2 separate regions of the Muntiacus reevesi genome follow, and region 2 is linked to region 1. The links are chromatin contacts, called in public Hi-C maps. All regions are on one chromosome and are shown on one strand. The core of a region is the stretch at or near the end of the contact, and the rest is flanking DNA. Distances in the headings are between cores, read along the strand shown.

Region 1 (6,073 bases), core at 2,423-4,922:
CTGGCACAGGAATTTGGGGAGACGGGCAAGACCACAGGTGGTGGCTGTCGGGGTCGGATGGACAGCGACGCTCAGGCCACCGTGGGATGTGGGTCTGCAGCGTGGCCGTCAGGGCCGCAGGACAGGGTAGACGGCCTGCAGGGGGCCTCCCCCGCCCTCAACTTGAACCAACTCCATCCAATTTGTCTACCCACCTGCCCCCAACCCCCAGTGAGCCGCAGCCGGCACCTCCTCCAGTGCGACCCCTGTGCCCATGGTCCTGGCAGTTCCTTGCAGGGTGCCAGGTGCCCGGGGATCTAGGTCTTCCTGTGGCTACGAGGTCAGCTGACCTCCGGCCTCCTCCTTCCCCCCCTCCGCCACCAAACTCCCAGAGCAGGCCCTGGGACAGGGGTGCACCGCTGGGCATGGACCTGAGCTCCTGCCTGGCAAGGAGCAGCAAGAGGGGAGGGGAGCGGCACCCCCATTCCCCAAAGCTCACCTTCCATCTCCCTCGCTGCCCACTCAGACCTTTCCTTGTAGATTCTGTCCAAGCGCTTCTGTTTCTCTTCTGCTCGTTTTCTTTCTGCCAGAGTGCGAGCATCCGAGTCTTGGAAATCTACCTGATAAGTTTAGCTAAAGGTCAGACCCAACTACAAAGAATCCAACGAAAACGTCACTTGCAACCAGGCCTGACAGAAGACACAGCAGCACCACTATCCTCAGAAGCACCACGGGCAGAAGTGCTATCATCTCAAGTTCACACCTGCTGCTTTAACACACCGAGTAACACACTCGACGACAACACTACACCCCAGGATGGACACAGCTATCGGCGTATCCTGGTAAAGTCAGGTAAAAAGGCTTCTAGTCACAAACATGCTGCAGGTGGGAAGGGAGGCTGCTGGCCAGACCCAAGGGCCTGAGAACAAAGCGCGAGGGGACCCCAGGGGGCAGCGGGAAGGGGGCAGCAGCCACAGGCCTGGAGCGGGTGGGAAGGAGGGGGCAGTACCGGTCCTAGCAGGTGTCATCCACCCAGACTGGCCAGGCCCAAGCGCAGAGCCCGGCAGAGAAAAGGGCTGTGTCTGAGCAGATGACTCTCACGCTCCTTTTCATCTTGTGGAAACCAGGGCCAAAGGCTCAGCCCCACGTGCACGCGGGGCCGAGCTGAGGCTCTTCCCTCACAGCTGCTCCTCCGGCGCCAGACCACCCCCACCCCGCCCAGACCCCACAGGCCGGGCGGTGCAGTGCAGGGCTTGCCCACCTGTTTGCTGTGCTTTAGGAAGTGGAAGCCTAGGGCCAGCTTCTTATACGCTGCGCCGTACTTCTCGTTCCAGCCACGGACGGCCCGGGTGGCCGCCTGCCTCAGCCTCTGTGCCACCTCCCTGGGGGGTGGCAGGGGCCGCTCATGGTCAGTGCCCAGCGTGAGCTCCAAGAACTCCTGGAAGTTGGAAACGACCAGTGTCCTGAACTGGTGAGACCTGGCGAAGAGCTGGTCCAGGACCTGGAAGGCGGAGAGGCGGATCTCCGCATGCTCCTGGCTCAGCTGGGTCATCAGCAGGTGGTAGGCGTGGCCAAGCTGCTCCTCTGAGGACCTGGAGACACAGCCCCGGTGGTGGCAGGGACACGGACCCTTCCAGAGCCGCCCGCCCTCCCCCGGGTCAGACGGGCCCTGCCTGTGCTGGGTGGCCCACAAGCAAAGCTTTTACTACCTTCATCAGATGAACAGAAAAACACATTTCCTGACACAAGAACCCTACGAGGTGGTGTCAGCGCTCACACTTTCACTGAGACCCAGCCAGGCGCTTTCGGTCATTCGGCCGGCTGACTGCCCATCCACAGTCGAGTGCCCACAGGGCCTGAAGGACTCTCGGCCCACAGCTAGCAGCGGTGCAGAGACCCCAACCCAAAGGGAGACCACCCCCGCCCCCCAGCCCTCCTGGAAAGCTCTGTGGCCTTCTGGGAGCCACCCTGGGAGGTGTACACACAGCAACCCCTCTTTTGTTCCTCTTCCCAGCTATCCTCACCCTCCCCACCCCGAATGCCCTGCTCTTTGGGGGTTTTCAGGGAATGCAGCAAAACCTGACCTGAGTCACCATTTTACCAAAATGTCAATTCTTATCACTTAAATGATCACTTAAGTTCTGTTCTGTAATCACATGATAAGAATAACCAATAAATATCCTCACTTCTGTTGCTAGCACCTGAGAAGCTCTTGGCTAAGAGTGGTGTCCAAAAACAGACAGGACCTCCCCCCCAACACAAGAGTCCACCTCTGTGACCTCTAACCTTCCTCCCACACATGTTCCAACACTAAGTAACCGTTAAATCATACACATGCGCTCAAAGATAGGCACCCACACAGAGAATGGAACAGACCTGTTCTCCCTAACGCTGCACACCCCTGCCTGGAACTGCTGCCCCAGAACAGGACCAAGCCCTGCAGGGCCCTGGGGAGATGTCCTGGGGATGCTCGTTTGCCAGTTCTTTCCCAGCAGAGAAGCGATCACAGGGACAGGCAGCAGACAGCTGACCCCAGAGTAGCCCCACAATCTCCTAGGCTTGTCACAGGTTTGCTGAGACCTTGAGCCTTAAGACATACTTGCAAATTTTCTTCAGTTCCTTCATTTTCTCGGGGTTCACTTGGGGCTCTCCTGAAGTTGTGAGTTCTTCTACCAACTCTGAAAGTTTCTGATCCATATCTAGAAACAGGAAACGAAGAGACGCTAAACGACCACCTAGTATTTCACAGCTCTGGGCTTTATTAGATGTTCGCTGGGTTCCACAATGTGTTGGGCACAGGGTGTAGGCACAACGCTGAAAAGTCCTTGCGACCTGACCTCTGACCCCGTGTTGCTGAAACTTAATTCAAGGTGAGATTCCGGGCTGGGTCAACAAGACATTTTTGATGGTAATTAGGAAAAGGGCAACAACAGAACGGTGCTCTGGAAGTCTACAATCTGAGACCGCCAGCGAGAGCCACGGAGCACGCAGTCACGCTCGGCGGGAAGGCAAGGACCAGAACGGCCTGAATTACACTCAAGTAAGCTTTCCCGCAGGACAGCAGGCGCACCTCTTCCCCGCCAGCTTGACCATCCCTCCGAAAGCCACAGGGTGGCCTCTAGACCCGGAGGGCGATTTGCTGCAACTCGATCTGCCCGCGGGCAGCCGCCACAGGCGGGTATGGAGAAAGCCGAGGAGCCCGCGCCGCAGGGAGAGGGCCGGGGCCGCAGGAGTCGGGGGTGGCGAGGACGACCGGCGGTCCGCCGCGTCTCCCACCAACAGTACCGTCTGCCCTCGCCGACGCTCGGCCGCCGGGACAGGCCCGCCCTCCGGAGCAGAGCCCCAGCGCCCCGCCGCCCTCGGGCCAGTCGGGGTCGACGAGTCCCCGTCCTAAAGTCCGGGGCGCGGCCGGACCGAAGAGGGCGGCGTCCAGAGAAGGACGCGGCGGGGGCATCATGGGGCGGGGGACGCAGGAGGCGAACCCGAGAAACGGCTGCACTCCGACCCCGGCCCCTCGGCCGCCCCTCAGTCCCACCTACCGCGCTACCGGCCGCTCGCCTCAGCCCGCCCTTCCGGCGAGGGGCCCGCCCCCATCACGTGCTCCAGATCACGACAGTCATTGGCCGGCCCTGGCCCTGGCGGAGCAGGGGCGAATGTCTGACCGGCCGAAGCCCCGTCTAGCCGGCTGGGCGGCCGCTCTCTGGTTAGCCCGCCCCTTCCGGCACAGGCACCGCCCTCCTGCTGTCACGTGACCCAAGCGCCGCGAGCGGAGGCCCGCCTGGACCCCCGAGGCGTGGACGCGGGGTCAGGGCCGAGACTTGCGCTGTGACGCAAGCGCGCTCCCGACCGAGGGGGTGGGGTGGGGCTTACGACGCTCGAGAAAAAAGGAGGCGGGCGGGCGCGGCAAGGCCTTAAAGGGGCCGCGTGCGCGTGGTCTGGGCCGGGCCCGACTGGGGGTGCGCGCTCGGCTTTTCGGCGTCGGCGCCGGAAGCGTGGCGGCTCCTCGGCTCCGGGCCACCAGGTGGGCGCAGTTCTCCACGTCGCGGGGGACGCTGCCCCCTGGCGCTTCCGAGAGGGCTCCCCGGGCCGGGGCCTGGGCGGACGCCCTCGCTGGCAGCGCCCTCCCAGGTCCGTGGGCAGCGCGGGGAGCCCGGCCCGGGTGACCCTCCCTAGAAGACCCTTCCCGGCTCGTCCCGGGTGCGGGACCGGCGCGGGGCTGGGCGTTGGTCCTCCCGAGGCCGCGGCAGGGGCGCCCCCAGGCCTGACGGCCCCGCGTGCTCGGACGCCCGCCGCAGCCGGGCCCGCGGGAGGCTCCCCAGGCTCGCGGCGCCCGCACGGACCGGCGAGCGGCAGCTTGGGTGTGCGCGGGGGCCCGGGTCGGACAGAGGCGGCCGACGGGCCCGCGCCCCTCCGCGGGCGGCGGTGCCCGACGCGCCGGGCTCCCGTCTTGGGACGGAGAACAGGCCGCCGATTGGACCGTGCGGTACCGCCGGCACGGAACGCCCGGAAGAGGGGGACCCCGAGCGGAGGGAGCGGCGGGGGGCCCGGGATCAGGGGTGGCGGTTACCCAGCCTCGCCTCTGTGCTGAAATGTCGAGTCGGACCTTTGCGAAGGGTGACTCTTGTGGTATGTGAATTACAGCTTAATAAACAGCTATTAAGAAAGCGGGGGGAGGGGGAGGAACGAAAAACGAGGCAAAACCAATTAAAAAGCGGAAGAAGTGGCCGCCGGCCCCCGCCTCGGGTCTCCCTTCTGCGGCCACAGGGCGTTTCCCGTGAGAAGCCCCTCCCCGCCACCAGCTCGCCCCCTGGACTCCTCTCCGCGGCCCTCTCCTGCAGACCCCTCTCTGCCCCACCGCCCACTCGTCTCAGCCGATGGGGGGTCCTCTGTCCTTATACGCGCTTGGGCCAACGACCTCGGAGGCCCCCTGGACCCCTCTTCCTTTCCCCCAGCTCAGATGTCCAGACAGCCCCGCCTTCAGAGGGAGTTCAGAATCTGCGCACTTGGACATTCTACCGCCACCGCCAGGCCCCTGCCACACCCTCAGCCGGTCCCCGCAGTCACCTCTGCGCTCGCCTGCCCCCTAGAGACCATTCACCTCGCCGCAGCTAGAAGGACCCCCTAGAGGCTAGTCAGATGGTGTGATCTCCTTGCCCCTTCATCGGCTCCCATCCCACGGTGAAGCCAGAGACTTTAACAGACCACGGGGCCTTCCGGGTCTGTGCCGGTCACCCCACCACCTACCTCCTGCTCTCCCTGCCTCTGCAGCCGCTGGGCTTCCGGAAGCCACCCCATGCCTGCAAGGCTGTGCATCCTGCCTGGCATGTCGTCCCTCAGCCTCTCACCTCCCTTGCTGTAACAAGACCCCCTTGCCCCAGCCCTTTCTTGTTGGCTGTGCTGGGTCTTGGTGCACACGTGGGTTTTTCTCTAGTTGAGGTGCACGGCTTGTCTTATTTTGGAGCACAGGCTCTAGGTGTGCAGGCTTCAGTACTTGTGGCTCCCAGGCTCTGGAGCACAGGCTCGGCAGTTGTCACACATGAGCTGTGTGTGGAATCTTCTGGCCCAGGGACCAGACCTGTGTCTCCTGCACCGGCAGGCGGACTCTTCACTGCTGAGCTACCAGGGAAGCCGCCCTACCTGCCTGCTCGGGACTTGGTCCACTTTGTCCACAGTGCTTATAACCCTCTCTCACACGGGTTTCTAATCTCATCCTCAGGTAATTGGGGTTTTTCCTCTTCTGTTCTCAGGAGGTATGCTCCATGAGGACAGGGATCTTTGTCTTGTTTCATGATGTCAGGCGCACAGTAGATGTTCAATACTTGGTGAATGTTGAATCAACAAGAACAAGGAAGCACCTTAAAAGCAGTTGGAGAGAAAAGGGACATTACAAAGATAAGAGAGCAGCAAATTTTGTGGCCAGAACAACGCAAGCTCCAAAGCAATGAAAAAAAAACCCTGCAGCAGTAAAAGAAAAAACACTGTCAACCTTGGATCATATGTGCAGTGAAATGTGCCCCCCAAACTATAAACTGTGGTGAAATGAAATCATTTCAGGCAAAAGCTGAGTGAATTCATTACCAGTGGTTTTACGGTT
Region 2 (6,420 bases), core at 3,572-6,071, 250 kb before region 1:
ATGTGGCACCTCTGGTCTCACGGCTGCCCTGGAGCAGACGACCCGCCCCTGCCAACCCGTGCTCACCGGCTCAGAGGCGAGGCCTCTGCAGTCTGGCCGCTCCGGGGGTGCTCCACGGGCCGGGCCTCCCCACCGCCCACGGCCGGGTTACAGTCTGGGTCGTCCGGCTTGTCCCAGCTCGGGCCGCTGGATTCATGGAGAGCAAGCTCACAACCTTTGCTCGCCTCCTGGGCGGCCTTTCCGGGCCTCGCCTCTGCTCTCCTCAAGGGGGGCTTGAGACCCAGGGTCTTCCCTCGCTTCCGCAGTGGGGGCGGCCTTCTGCTGGTGGCGTCAGAGAAGTCAAACTCCAGCCGGATGGGCCCGCTCCTCAGAGAGCCGGCGGCCTGGCCACCGGCCTCCTCCCTCCAAGCACCAGGGTGTGTGTCCCCTGCGGCCTCTCCGGGGCTGGTCAGGGCCATGTTCTCACTGCCAGCGGCATCCGTGGGGCCCATGGGGGCCTCTCCAGGCAGGTCCATGAGGGGCTTTTCTCCAGGGTGGGCACCAGAGGGTGAGGTGGGCCCAGCAGGGGGAGCAGGGACGCCTTCTGAGTCCCCTCCCGTAGCGCTGAGCGGGTCCTCTGCCGTGTCCCGGGATGCCACCTTGGGGGGCTGTTCTGGAGCCGCGGGGCCGAGGGGCATGCGCTCCTCTGAGGGCCCCGGGGGGACGTGCTCCTCCTGGGCGCACTCGGGGCTGCCGGGCGCTGGGCCTCGGGAGGCCTCGGGGCTTTCCACACTCTCTGGGATCTGGGAAGAGCTTGAGGGACCCAGGCTGACCAGGGGAGCTGAGGGGGGCCCACCAGGAGGCTGGTCTTCGGAAGCTGGTCTCACGTCCTCTGAGGGGGGCTCGGTGTCGGCCGGTACTGGCTTCTGGAGAATTCCATGGGTTGTTTTGGTGTCTCTTTCCTTGGTGAACTGTTGGCTTTTCAGAAAGCAAACTTAGTTAACACTAAGGAACCAGTTAGGACTTTAGTTAGATTTTAGTCCATGTGAAAACATTAAATACACAAATAAGCATTCTGTCAACGCCCTCCTTGGGATCAGCTTTCACAAGAACATTCCCACAAGTCAGTGTTGGCGGGCCCTGGAGACACAGGAGATAAGAGCAGAAGCCTGACCGCCGACGATCAGAGTTGAGCTTCCCCACACCAGCCCACTTCCCCCTTCTGGCTGGGGACCACCAGCCACGTGGTCAGGGACAGTCAGTGCACACGAGGGTCAGCCTTCCCACTGGAGAGAGAAAGGCCAGGTTGAGGCTGCGGCCTTCAGGAGGAGCAGGACCCCGGCTCCCTGTGGCTGGAGCAGCTCAGAGCCGGCGTCTCAGCAGCCTGGCCTCCCTCTCCTCTTTGGGCTCTGATGAAACGACAGTATTTGACTCACTCTAATCTCATTCAGCTGAATTTCAAACAGAAAAGTAAACACCTGAGGTTGAAAAGCAGCAAGGAGACCTGGGTAGAGGGGAGTCAGGTGCAAGGAAAATTTCCATCCAAGGGGAGGTGGAAATGCCGCCTGGGGACATCTTACTTGAGCAAGAGGTGAAGGGTATGCTAGAGATATTTTGCTTTTATACCTTTCTCTGCACATCTAAAATCTGTTTAAGCTTTAAACTGTGTAAGTCGGCAAAAGTCAGAATGAGGCTGACTTTTATGCCAGCGAGGCCCCTTCCCACTCTGGATTCAGTGGGTCCCTTGGGGGCACTCGCTGGGTAAATTCAGCCAAATCTGGGGTGAAAAGCCACCACCAGGGTCCCTGTCTTCAGACAGAGGCAAGAAAGCCCAGGTGTTCACTGAGCTGACCACCACACCCAGCCAGACACCTAATGCCAGGTGAGGCTGCAAAGAAGCACCTGCTGGTCAAAGTCAAGTGTTTCCAACCGGATCCGTCAGACCGGACGGCACAACAGCCAGCCCCTGTGCCTTCAGCAGCAAGGCCTGTCCACGGTCCTCTCCCGGGCTGGCTGTGAGCACAGAAGGAGAGTCCTGACGGCTGCTGACACAGCAGCAGAGCCAGAGCGCCCTCTCTGGAGATTCGGCCAGGGCACTTCAGGAAGTTAGAAGAACAAGAACCAACATCAATCTGCTGGCAAGGGCACAACAGAGAAGCGGAATGTAAAGTTCACACTTCCTCTGTTTCACTGCTCCCTTTTCCAGTAACAAACGATTTCGGAGGTGCTCTGGGCCATGCAGTACATCAAACAACCCCACACTTACTTCTCTTTCTGGGGACAGACTTGGTGGCAGTTTTCTAATCCAATGGGGTCGCCCAGAGCAAAACAGGCTTCGAGCTTGCTGCCCACGCTGGGACTTAAGATCCTGTGTGTCTGTGGGTCCCGCAGAGGTGTTTGAAAAGTCACCTGTTGGGTAGAAAAGAGGGCACCTGTTCAATAATTCAAGTCTTCGACACCCCTCTGGCAGCACCGTGCCCTGCCCGGGTAGCTCAGGATGTTGCCAGGAAAGCAGGTGGCAGGGCAACCTCTCGAGGGACACGGTAGATGGAACACAGGGGCCCGACGTGCTCACCTTCGCAGCTCTGGCTGTGCTCTTCGGTGGCACATTCTCCTTCTGTGACAGGCGGAGAACAGACGGTCTTCCGGGAAGTTCCGGTGGTGAAAACAGGAAGTCGCAACTTTCTGTACTTTTGTCACCAGTGACATTTTCGTCACTGAAGATATGCAGACTCATTCTGGAAAAGCAGAGAGTTTGGTGTCAGGAGGTGGGCAGTGACCCTCTGTTGCCTGGACGCTCACAGGTGACAGTGACAGGGCTGGCCCCACGGTGCTGCAGGGAGATGTCCCCCTTCGGCACAGGTGGGTCAGACGTCAGGCCATGTGTCCTCTGCCAGGCAATCCCCATCCTGCTCCGGGAGAGCTGTCACCTCCCAGGAGTAAGAGCCGGAGGAGCCTTCAGCTCACAGGGCAGGAGGGCAGGCTCAGGTGATGAAAACAACTTGAACTTTGTGGGTAAAACTTCAGAGACAGATAAGGGCTGATCTGTGATGAAACTGAAGCGGCAGAGGAAGCCTGGGCCCCTTCATCAGGTGGAGCAGCTGCCGAGTTTGTGGAGAACAGAAATGTAACAGGGCCCGGCAGCACGGCCGAGGCGGAGCTGGAGAAGGGAACGAGCAGCAGGTGTCAAGTCACCTGTGGGGAGTTGAGTTTCCCCATCAGGGGCCTCCAGGAGCGTCTCATTCCTCCTTCCGGAGGCCCTCATGATGGTCAGTGCCGCGGCGTTCCCAACTTAGGAGTCACCAGAGAACTGGGCATTCTCCTCGAGGGGACACTACAGGTAGGTATTCGCTGGTGGTGGGGACCCTGGGGACTGGTTGAGGCCAGGTGGCTGGGGCAGGGGGAGAAAGGATGGCTTGAAAAAGAGGTGAGGTCAGGGTGACAAGCCACCTCGAAGGGCTTGGGGGTAGGGGCTGCCTGTGGAGGACAAGAGGGGTAGGAGGGAAGGGGGGGAGTCAGAGGCTCTGGCACTGGGTCAGGGGCAGCCTGGTCAGCTCCCCTTGGCAGCAGGCTCACACACTGCATGGGGAGAGGGGAAAAATGAGCCTGAGCCAGGGGCCACTCACTGTGAGGTCTGGCCTGAACAACTGGGTAAACAGGGGAGGGGGCTGGATGGCTGCACGACACAGGACATAGAAGACTTAGAGGACGGCTTTCCGACAGACGCCCCCTGGCCTGGGGAAGGTGCGGGAACAATGACGGCAGCCCTCCGCAGTTTGGCTTCTACTAATAATGAGGGCTTCTGCTCAAGAGGAGGAGTCTTTTGAGTAGAGGAGGGTTGGCCAGGGAGGCGGGGAGGGACTGGGGACCTAGGGTGAGCGGGGTCTGCGGAATCAGGTGCAGCAGGAGTCGGCGATGGGTCCAGGTGGGGCTGCACCCAGAGGGGCGGGGATCGGGAGGGCAGCGCTGGACGCAGGGCAGCGAGCGCGCGTATACTCAGGCTCGGAGTCACCGGGCGTCTCGGGACGCGGGGGCGGGAGCCCCATCTGCTCTGCTCCCGGTTGCGGCCGGGTCGGCGGGATGAGGAAGGCGGGAGGGGACCCTGAGGAAGCGGCGGGAGAACGGCCCAGACCGCGAGGAGGGCGGAGCCGGAGGCGGCAAGGGCCCCGGTCTGGGTGGGGTCGCCAGCGCGGCAGGCAGACCCAGGCCGACAGAGCCCTAAGGCCCGGCTAGAGGCATGTCCGGACCCCCGAGCCGGGACCCCACCGCTGCCGCCGTCGCCCCCTTACCTGTCGGCCGCTACACGGAGCCCAGGGTGGGAGGCGCCGAGTCCGCGAGCCCCTCTGCCCGCCGCCGATTCAAATACCGACGGTTGGCGAGAGCGGCCAATCAGCGCGCGGCTAAGGCGGGGCGCGGGGCGCCGACAGCCAATGGGAGGCAGAACGCTAGACCACGCCCACTAGGAGGTTTCGTTTCCGGGGCGAGGGCACGCTGGGCGCGGCGGACGACTGATTCCTCAGTAAATGCGGCCGGCCTGATGCGCCTAGAGGAAAGGCCGCACGCGGGTGGATGGTGGCTGCGGGGGCCGCCGTCGCCCAAGAATCCCGGGAATTGCTGCGGACGCGCCTGGGCTGCGCGGAAATCAGGGCCCGAGCGCCTCTCCCCCGAGTCTCAGTTTCCCCAGCTGGGCAATGGGATCGAGTGCAGCACCGCCCCCAAGCGGGTCGTGTGGAAAAGCCAAACCCTCGCGAGAACTGTAGCGGCGGCTCGCCAAGTGGGGCCGAACGAGGAGCCCGGGAACTTCATTTCCCAAAATACTCCGCGGAACTCCATCTCCCAGAGGGCCCTGCGAGTGCCCCGAGGGCAGGGACTCCGTTTCCCAGAGCGCCCCGCGCCACCGGGTGCCTACCGGACCCGGACGCTGTGCTGGGTGGCGGGCCTCGCCGGGCCGGTTTCCCGGCGGCGACGGCGGCGCGATGGACAGCCCCGAGGTCACCTTCACGCTGGCCTACCTGGTGTTCGCCGTGTGCTTCGTGTTCACCCCCACCGAGTTCCACTCGGCCGGGCTCACGGTGCAGAACCTGCTGTCGGGCTGGCTGGGCAGCGAGGACGCCGCTTTCGTGCCGTATCACCAGCGCCGCACGGCCGCCACGCTGCTGTGCCACTCACTGCTGCCCCTCGGTAAGCCCGGGGCCGACCTCCGGGACTCGGAGCGGGAGGGACGGGGGGCGGCCTCCCGTGCTGGAGAGCCGAGGCAGCGGGCGGAGCGCCCGTGTGCTCGGGGAAGTGCTGCCCCTTGCAGCTACTCGGCAGAGAGGCGGGCTCAGAACCTTGGGGAAGGGGGTGCTCTGCTCACTGGGGCAGGTGGTGAGCTGGCTCTCGGGGGACAGGTCCCTCGAGTCGGGGTATGAGTTAACTGATACCCCTAGGGGTGGCCTATCCCAATCCTTGGAAGGTGGGTGCGGGAATGGCAGGCAGAGAGGGTGACGGCAGTCGAGTGTCATTTCCGCCTCCAGGGGATCTTCCTGACCCAGGGATAGAATCCGCATCTCCTGCATTGGCAGGCTGGATCTTTGCCACTGAACACTAGGGAAGGCCCCCACCCCCACCCCCAGCCTTTTTAAAAAAATATAATTTTATTCATGGATGTACTGGGTCTTCACTGTTGCGCGAGGTCTTTCTCTAGTTGCGGAGAGTGGGAGATGCTCTGTTGCAGGCCCTGGAGCACCCAGGTTTCGGTAGTTGTGGCTCCCGGGCTTAGTTGCTCTGCAGCATGTGGAATCTTCCTGGACCAGAAATCAAATCCATGTCCTCTGCATTGGCAGGCAGATGTTTATCCACTGCACCACCTGGGAAGTCCTAGAAAAGCCCTTTTGAAACTTCAGAGAAGTGTTAATTATTGCCACATGAGTTACTTATTATGTATCAGTTTGATCAATAGCATTTATTACTATGTTCTCAACTTCAAACCTTTCCTGCAGGTCACTGTCTACTTTGTTAATTTTGACATGCAGATTGGCCCCCATCTGGCCACCAGGGGCCTGGGTGACACGCTCTTGTCAGTCTTCGTTTACTGTCTGGTACAGGACGTCCCAGGTCTGGGATGGGCCAGACTCTGGTCTGCTTCCTCAGAGCAGGCGGGATCCGGAGGCTGAGATCCAGGCCTAGGACGGCCTGTGGGCAGCTCTGCATGAGGTGACACCAGATCCTTGTGCTTCTTTTTGCTTTTCTAGGATTTTCTCATTTTATTTCCTCTACTCATATGTGGTTTGTAGAAAACTAAAGTAGTAAGATGGAAATGTTTTCTGCTCACTGGACAAGTACTCAGTTGAGTCAGCTATGGAGCTGGGCAAGGCCCACCTGCCCTGGGGCACCATGGCCTTGCCCTGGGAGCTGGCCCTGGCAGAGGGCCAGACCCAAGGCTGGGCATTAAAGGAAGAG

Evidence for each region. A called contact is a pair of places that touch in the nucleus more often than the background predicts.
Region 2: a Hi-C map of muscle shows a contact between it and region 1, with 4 times the contacts expected there. The contact joins the promoter of TMEM129 here to the promoter of UVSSA in region 1. A contact is called at or near these places in 2 of 3 Hi-C or Micro-C datasets (blood and muscle).

The regions. Positions count from the first base shown.
Region 1 is chr22:615,323-621,395 of mMunRee1.1, reverse strand. UVSSA (UV stimulated scaffold protein A) reads right to left here and starts at 3,672. Exons shown (of 14, transcript XM_065914010.1): 1 at 3,519-3,672; 2 at 2,579-2,678; 3 at 1,241-1,571; 4 at 479-599. The coding sequence starts at 2,676.
Region 2 is chr22:866,874-873,293 of mMunRee1.1, reverse strand. It overlaps TMEM129 (transmembrane protein 129, E3 ubiquitin ligase), which reads left to right and starts at 4,821. Exons shown (of 4, transcript XM_065914221.1): 1 at 4,821-5,160. The coding sequence starts at 4,956. TACC3 (transforming acidic coiled-coil containing protein 3) reads right to left here and starts at 4,690. Exons shown (of 16, transcript XM_065914219.1): 1 at 4,269-4,690; 2 at 2,555-2,717; 3 at 2,246-2,388; 4 at 67-957. The coding sequence starts at 2,716.